Linked DNA regions of Gossypium raimondii: region 2 is linked to region 1. The links are chromatin contacts, called in public Hi-C maps. All regions are on one chromosome and are shown on one strand. Each heading gives the region's core, a stretch centred on a gene start, on an enhancer-like site or on the middle of the called end of the contact. The rest is flanking DNA. Distances are from core to core; before and after follow the strand shown. Region 1 holds the start of LOC105764192 (photosystem II repair protein PSB27-H1, chloroplastic). Region 2 holds the start of LOC105764203.

The links. A called contact is a pair of places that touch in the nucleus more often than the background predicts.
Region 2: a Hi-C map of leaf shows a contact between it and region 1, with 2.9 times the contacts expected there. The contact joins the promoter of LOC105764203 here to the promoter of LOC105764192 in region 1. A contact is called at or near these places in 2 of 2 Hi-C or Micro-C datasets (both in leaf).

Annotation. Positions count from the first base shown.
Region 1 is chr12:41,533,133-41,536,730 of ASM2569854v1, reverse strand. It overlaps LOC105764192 (photosystem II repair protein PSB27-H1, chloroplastic), which reads right to left and starts at 2,185. Exons shown (of 1, transcript XM_012582703.2): 1 at 1,319-2,185. The coding sequence starts at 2,077. The coding sequence ends at 1,559.
Region 2 is chr12:41,683,974-41,687,609 of ASM2569854v1, reverse strand. LOC105764203 reads left to right here and starts at 1,785. Exons shown (of 10, transcript XM_012582709.2): 1 at 1,785-2,025; 2 at 3,112-3,214.

The DNA.
Region 1 (3,598 bases), core at 936-3,435:
ACACGACTTCCTTGATTTTCTCTTCCATCGTGTCCAACTCTGCAATGCATCCCTCGACTACCTCAAGTGTCTCACTCATATCCCCCATGGATTCATCAAGATTGATCACTCGCCCTTCCAAAGCCAACAACATGTCCATCAATCAACTAGCTTTCCTAGACCTCCCGCGGGTCTCCATTGGCTTAATCTGATCGTTTACTCCTTTCGTCATCTCAATCGGTGCCTTTGAAACCTTAGCTCAGATACCAACTGTCACAGAGTTAGAACTTTAGTCTTACAGTCTGTGCGAGCTTAGGCGATTTCTTAGTTTCAAATTCACCTAAGTCAGCCTAACTCTCGTAAAGTGAGAATTCTCACAAAAATTCTCCAAGATACTGAAAATTAAAGTGGAAGCAACTCAAAATGAAAGAGCAACGAAAGAACATAAAATGCCACAAGAAAGCAATAGCACGCCAAGTGTTTGAGTAAATGCTCTAAAAGTATTCTTATTACTCAAATAAAATACAAAGAATTGGATACAATGGATGATTACAAATGAGGGAGAAGACCTCTATTTACAGTTGAGCTCCCCTAAAGCTGACGGTACAAATTGAGTTACATCAACGGTTGAGATTAAAGCCTATTATCTACAATTGAGAGTCTTAAAAGATTGACTCAATCCTTTAAGATTACAAAATCGAATCTTATCAGATTACAGATCTTCTAAAATTAGTTTCTATATTTACCAAGGTAGCCCTAATTTTTCATAAGTGTTTCACTGGGTCACTAAGGTTTCAAGTAGACGGGTTTCTCTACATGTTCCACAAATCAAGCTAGTTCAAATGAGTCGAATAAACCTCATTTAATCGATTGACCTTCATGGGATGCTCTTTGCACAATTGTTATAGGCTATGATCCGGGGCCCGTGACACTAGAACTCAGCCCAGAAAATGGTTGACAAACCAGCCTAAGCCCTAAAATGGGCCTAATTGCTTGTGCATGCTAAGATCCATTCTTATGGATGAACACAAAAATGAGATTTTGGATTCTGGATTATGCTTTATTGATTGAGGAAGGATCATTGGGGACCTATAAAACCACTTCTTAAATCCCTACAAGCTTATGCTCTTGTGCCCTGCCTGTTTAATGTTTTTTTTGGGGTTGAAATTACCTGTTTAATGTTTTATTGTTTTCTAAAAATATGATTATAGCAATGCCTTTAAATTCAGGTTTGCCAGAAATTTTTAATTTGTTTTCGTATCTCTATTGTTACATGTTGACGGCAGAGGAAATTTGCCCTAATTACCTGGAATATACATGTCAGATACAATTCTTCAAATGTTAAAATTGATGGATATCCATAAACTGACAATATGGAAGACTGTCGATATACAATTCCTAGCAACATATATAAATATATATTGTACGTAATTTATAACCATGATATGGAAAAAAGATACCTTGTCCTAATTCACGAAACTCAATTTACAATCTCGAACTCCATAAATTAAATAAGTTAAAAATCTCCATGTTTAAGAAAACAAAAATCCGGCTTCATTTGGTGAGAGTAATAGTGATTCTATCTTCCTCGCGATAAAGCTTTCTCGGCAGTGTCCATTTCTTCAAGAATCCTAGCCTTTCGCTTTGCAGGGATTGGAGCAGTTGGTCCAAAGCTAATATAATGGCCGGAAATAGCATTCAATGCGGAGTACATATCACGGAAAGAAGCTCTACCCAGCAAAGCTTTCTCTCTTCTGTACTTAGCCACCCAAGAATTGGATGCCTCTCTAAGCTCAGCTACAGCAGAAGCAATGTTGGGATCATTCTTGTCCATATTGATGGTGCTTCTCACTTTGTTGATCACTTCTGCAGTCTCCTTCACGTACTCCTCATCCGAGGCAGCAAATGCTGACTGAACCCCTCCAAGAGCAAGACTTGCTGTGGTGGTGGCGGCAGCAGCAGCAGCAAGACACAAGAATTGACGCCGTAAGGGTTGCTGGTGCGGTGGCGGTGATGGCGGTCTTTGCGTGGCTCTGGCTTTGATGGGAAGAAGGGGTTTGAGCTTGGAAGTTGGGGTTATAAGTGTTGGGGAGGCCATGGTTTTTGGTTGGCAAGGGAACTTGTGTTGGTAGCTTGAGAAATGAAAACAGGAGAGCTTTGGGTTTGTGCTACGTGGGGGCTTATCACCTTATCCAATTTTGGATGCGAATGGACCCAATGATATCTTAGATATATTTCTAAGAACCTCCAAGTGGCAATACATTTGAGGCTTAATTTCATCAATGTGCCCAAGTCTTAGACTTGATTTATATTCAACATAGTCAATATCGATGTACACAGAGTGCTGCTATATATTAATATCAATATCTTTTTAATGAATTTCATAGATATAACTTATTTTTAAACAAATTCAAAATAAACAAGTAAAATATTTCATACATTAAACAATGCTTTCATTTTCAATTAAGGTTTAGTTTAGCATTACTTTTTAAATTTTTTATTTTTTCCTTCTTTTTATGGTCCCAAAATATTTTTGAAAAACTTGAAAACATCTTATTCAGCGATGTTTTTATTTCAAAAGTATTTTTTCTCTCAAAAGTGTTTAACAATACTAAACCAACCCTAAGTATATAATAATCCAGCATTCAACTATTCAAAAATAAATAAAATTTTGTAATGGTCAGTAGGAGCAAAATTACAAAATGAAATTTACTTACACCTAAATTTTATTATTCTAGTTTATTATCGAACGAAATCGCAACCTTGTTTATAACCCAAATGATATAGGTGTTCATAATTGGGTTTTAACCAAATTAATTGATCGAACTAAATTATTTCAATTAATCAACCAACGAATCTAACTCAATCGGATATCGGTTAAGGACTTTTTAAAATTTTAATTAATGGTTAATTCGATTTAAAACCGGATAATTAACCGATCAACCAAAATTATTAAAAATAAAATATTTTAGGCCCAATATATTAGATAAATCCAATATTTTATGTAAGCCCAAATTAAAGAATACAAATTATTATATTGGGCTTAAAATCATATTTTTAAATTAAAAAATTAAAGAAAGTAGCCCTAATATTTTGTCCTCCCATTGTCAAACTCAAAACAAAGTTCGGGTGGGCACCGCTTAACACTAAACCATCTTCTATTCTTCTGGACTTCTTCCATTTTTTTTTTCATTTCATCGCTCAAGTTTCAAATTTTCTTGTTTTCAATACAATGTTTGTTATGATGATTTTAAATTAGTATTGTTTTTGTTTTCTTTTTTGAATTAACAGCAAAGAAAAATAACATTGCAACGGTATTTTTTTCATGCTTCAAATTTATTTGAACAAAAATTTCGGTTAATTTAGTTAACCGCTTGAATAACCGTTCTAACTCCGCATTTTTCTACATGGTTTGGAAACCTAATTTTATTCTCTAAAATCATTTCAAAGTTTAAGTGGGCTTTAAATAAATCCTCCATCATCATCATATCATTGTTATGACGATGATGAACTGTTAGACTTGGCAGTGGTACAGAATAACCCATGGGCCATGGCCCTTTTCCATGATTTTAAAACCGGCATTAATTCCTTGAGACTAGCTTTCTGAACTTTGAAGTCT
Region 2 (3,636 bases), core at 536-3,035, 150 kb before region 1:
ATTTAACATGGTATTGTTATCAATCCTAAGTTGGTGTCAAGTTAATTTGTGATACCATCTTAAATACTAGTATAGATATACAATTGATGAATATAATAAAACTACATTGTAAAATTAAAATGTATAAATTATTTAAAATAAAGCTTTGGTAAGTGATAATTTAAAGTTTTATGCATCGGTATGGGTTCAAATCCTTATAAGTAAATTTTTAAAATAAAAGACTAAAATACTATCAAATAATATAATCTATTTTAAATATAAAAGCATATTTTTGTAATTTTCCTAACTAAGTTGGTGTCTAATTGACTCGTGACACAAATTCAGTCAAGAGTATAAATATACAATTGATAAATGTATTAAAGTGTACATAATCATATTAAAATGTATAAATAATTTAAAATAAATTTTGGTTGAGTCGTAAATTTATAGTTTTACATATTGGCGTGAGTTCAAATCTCACTATAAATTTTGTCATTTCTCTAATCATGTTGGTGTCGATTGACTCGTAATACCAACTTAATTAAAGGCTTAAAATATATAATAATATAGATTCGGAAAAATTATTAAAAAAATCTAAAAACATAAAAAGAATCTTAAAATGTCTAAAAATTCAATTTAATTTTGAAATTGTAAAAAAATGTTTTTAATTGTAATTATGTAAAATTTAATTAAAAATTCATAAAAATTCTAAAAATTCTAAAAATTATATAATAAACAAAACACGATATTGAAAAAACAAGTCCTTAGTTTTTGGTTGTTGTGGTCTGAATTTTTAAGGTTTGTGTAGGGTGTTGTTTTTGATGAATGATCCATTGTTGTGTTCTTTCATAGTAATGGATAAACACAAGCTGGGTTCTTTCTCATTTAAACTAAGGTTTTATTTTATTTTATAAAAGACAGTTTTCTTTTTCTTTCTGATTTGAGTTGTTTTGTTTTTTAAATTTCATTATTGGGTTTTGCTTTAATTTGCATTTTCTGTAGGTTTAGAGTTTTTGGTAGTTCAAATATCAAGATAGAAGTGAATATATAGTTAAAAAGTTTGGGTTTTTTTTTTTTTGGTTTGGTAGATGAGAAAATCAAGGAAAATCTGGGATGTTAAAGAATTCCTATGCATTGAACATTGGAGCTAAAATCCTTGCCATTGGACTTGGAACATGACAAAGTGGAGGAGACCTTTGTGTTGATGCCGTGAAAACAGCATTGTTGGATGAAATCAAAGTTAAGAAAGCTTTCAAAGGTTCTAAAAATTATATATTTTAGAATTTGCATGAAAATTTTAAATTTTTTATATAATTAAAATTTTAAAAATATTTTATAATTTCAATAAATAAATAATGAACTTTCAGAAAATTTTAAGATATTTTTATATTTTTAGAATTAAAATAAAACCTTTCTCGAATTATTGTTAAAATGTTATACAAGTACCAAATTGAATGATCAAATTAGATATTAACCGTTAAATTAATATGACACATCATTTACCCGATAAAATTTAAACGGCCACTAACGAACGAATGAGTAACCAAAAAGTTATAAGTCGATAATACCAAGGACTAAAATATAATTTTTCATAATTAAGTGGTTAAAAAAATGAGGTTGATATTTTTGTATTGTCACTATTATTTTTGAAGTGTTTTTTTCCCAAATAGAAAGTGAAGATAAAAAATTTTAAAGTGGAAATAGAGTTATGTTATAAAGTTAGGTAGGTAGCCAAAGTATAAAAATATGTAACACCCCATCCCTCCCGAGTGCTACGATGAAGGCAAGTGATCCGGGAACTTCGTGGCAGAGAGAGAGAGAGACAATAAACAACAATAACACTGCATCTATGATGTATCCAAATTCCTTCTCCCAAACATGTTGCCTTTCTTCATCTTCATCTTCATCTTCATCTTCTCTTTCTCTTTCTCTTCTTCCTCCTTTCTCTATCACTTCTTGCCCCACACTTTTGCCCACCTGGCAATCGGGCCCAATTTTCTTCACAGCACATGCATTAGCATTAGCTGGTAGACAAACCCTTTCCAGGTAAAATGTTTTTACTCTTTCTTTATTCCTTGTACCTGTGTTTTAATTTGTCATGCATTGCATGTCAATGTTTTCCTCACAAGAGACAATATGCTATTCCCTTTTATGACTTTTCTTCCTTTCCTTTCTTTCTTTTGCATTACAATTTAAAACTTTTATCTTCACTTTGTTCTTTTGGGATGCCATTAAACTTTCTTACATGCAAAAAGTGACCATTGATTGCGCTCTTATTTCTTAATGTTTCTTTTTATCTCAACCCCAAAATGTACTCTTCTTTTTCATTTTCTGGGTATCTTTGTGTTTGTGTCATCATTATATTCCTTGACCCGCTCTCTCTTTCAGAGAGATGGAATGATGAGAAGGGTTGAAAGGGATGGAGGCGCATGAGTTTACTGCAATCATTTGTTACCCATTTTCCCAATCCTTTTTGGATTTTTTCCCCATTTGCGTTAGGTTAAAAGGAATGTAAGGATCTAATATTTTATTTTTGGTTCTCTCATGAGATTAAGGAAGCGTCGACAATGCTTTCCTTCTTGCTCTTCTCTTCACAGAGTAATCCTCCCCCTAGCCCTCCATACCCCTTTTTTTCTGTCTCTGATTTTGATCACTGGTGCTATTACAAGTCTATTAATTAAATATAACTATTAGCTTAAGCTGTTCTTGTTATCAAGCTTAATTTGGGCTTGCCTCTTGGCAAATCTCATGAATTTGCAGTAACCTTTTTTTCAAATATATATATAAAGCTTCGTTGCTTGCAATCAACAAGGCTATGACTTTAGGAGTATCTATATTCATTGAGTTCCTGCTATTTATATTTAAAAAAATTTCTTCCATTTCTGCATTTAGTAGTTATGTCTCTTCTTCTGTTTTATGTCAGAATGAATGCATTGCATTATATGATGAATAGTTAAGAGCTTAATTATATGCATGGGAATCTACAATTCAACGTTTAGATTCCTATTGAACCGTCAACCTTATGAAACGAGTTAATGAATTTGCAGCCTATCATTCTCAGTCAGGACAATGCCACTTTTATTTCTATGCAACTAATCGGTATTGACTAGTTCGTCGAAAATTGAAATGTAGGTTGATGAGGATGAAGTTTACTGGAGACGAAAGAAGGGCGGTGAAGAGTTGGAATGGCCACACAATTCCACTCACCTACTATCACAGTTAGCTCAATGTTTTAGTGAGTAGATTTTCCTAATAAATTCTTTCAGCATTCCAATGTTTCGGCACTCCAAATTAGGACAGTCTTAATTGCCTAGCATGTTTGGTATGCAAGTGTATATTTGTTCAATTCCTACTTTACATTGACATACAATGCTTTCTGAAACCATCATCATTATGTAGCTTAATATGTAGCCAAATGGAGGGAAACATTTGTACAGCTTAACTAGTTAGAATTATCTAATCTTCTGACACTTCATGAGTTGTCTTGAGCTCTTCATATATCACATGAGGTTCCATGATAATGAGTAGAGTTAGCTTTAGACTGACATGTCATTGGCATTTCAAAATACTAGGAGAGCTAAAAACAAAAGTCTTACGAGGTAGAACACAACATAACCTATTGCTAATTCAAATTTGCTAACCTAGAAATTTGCCCTG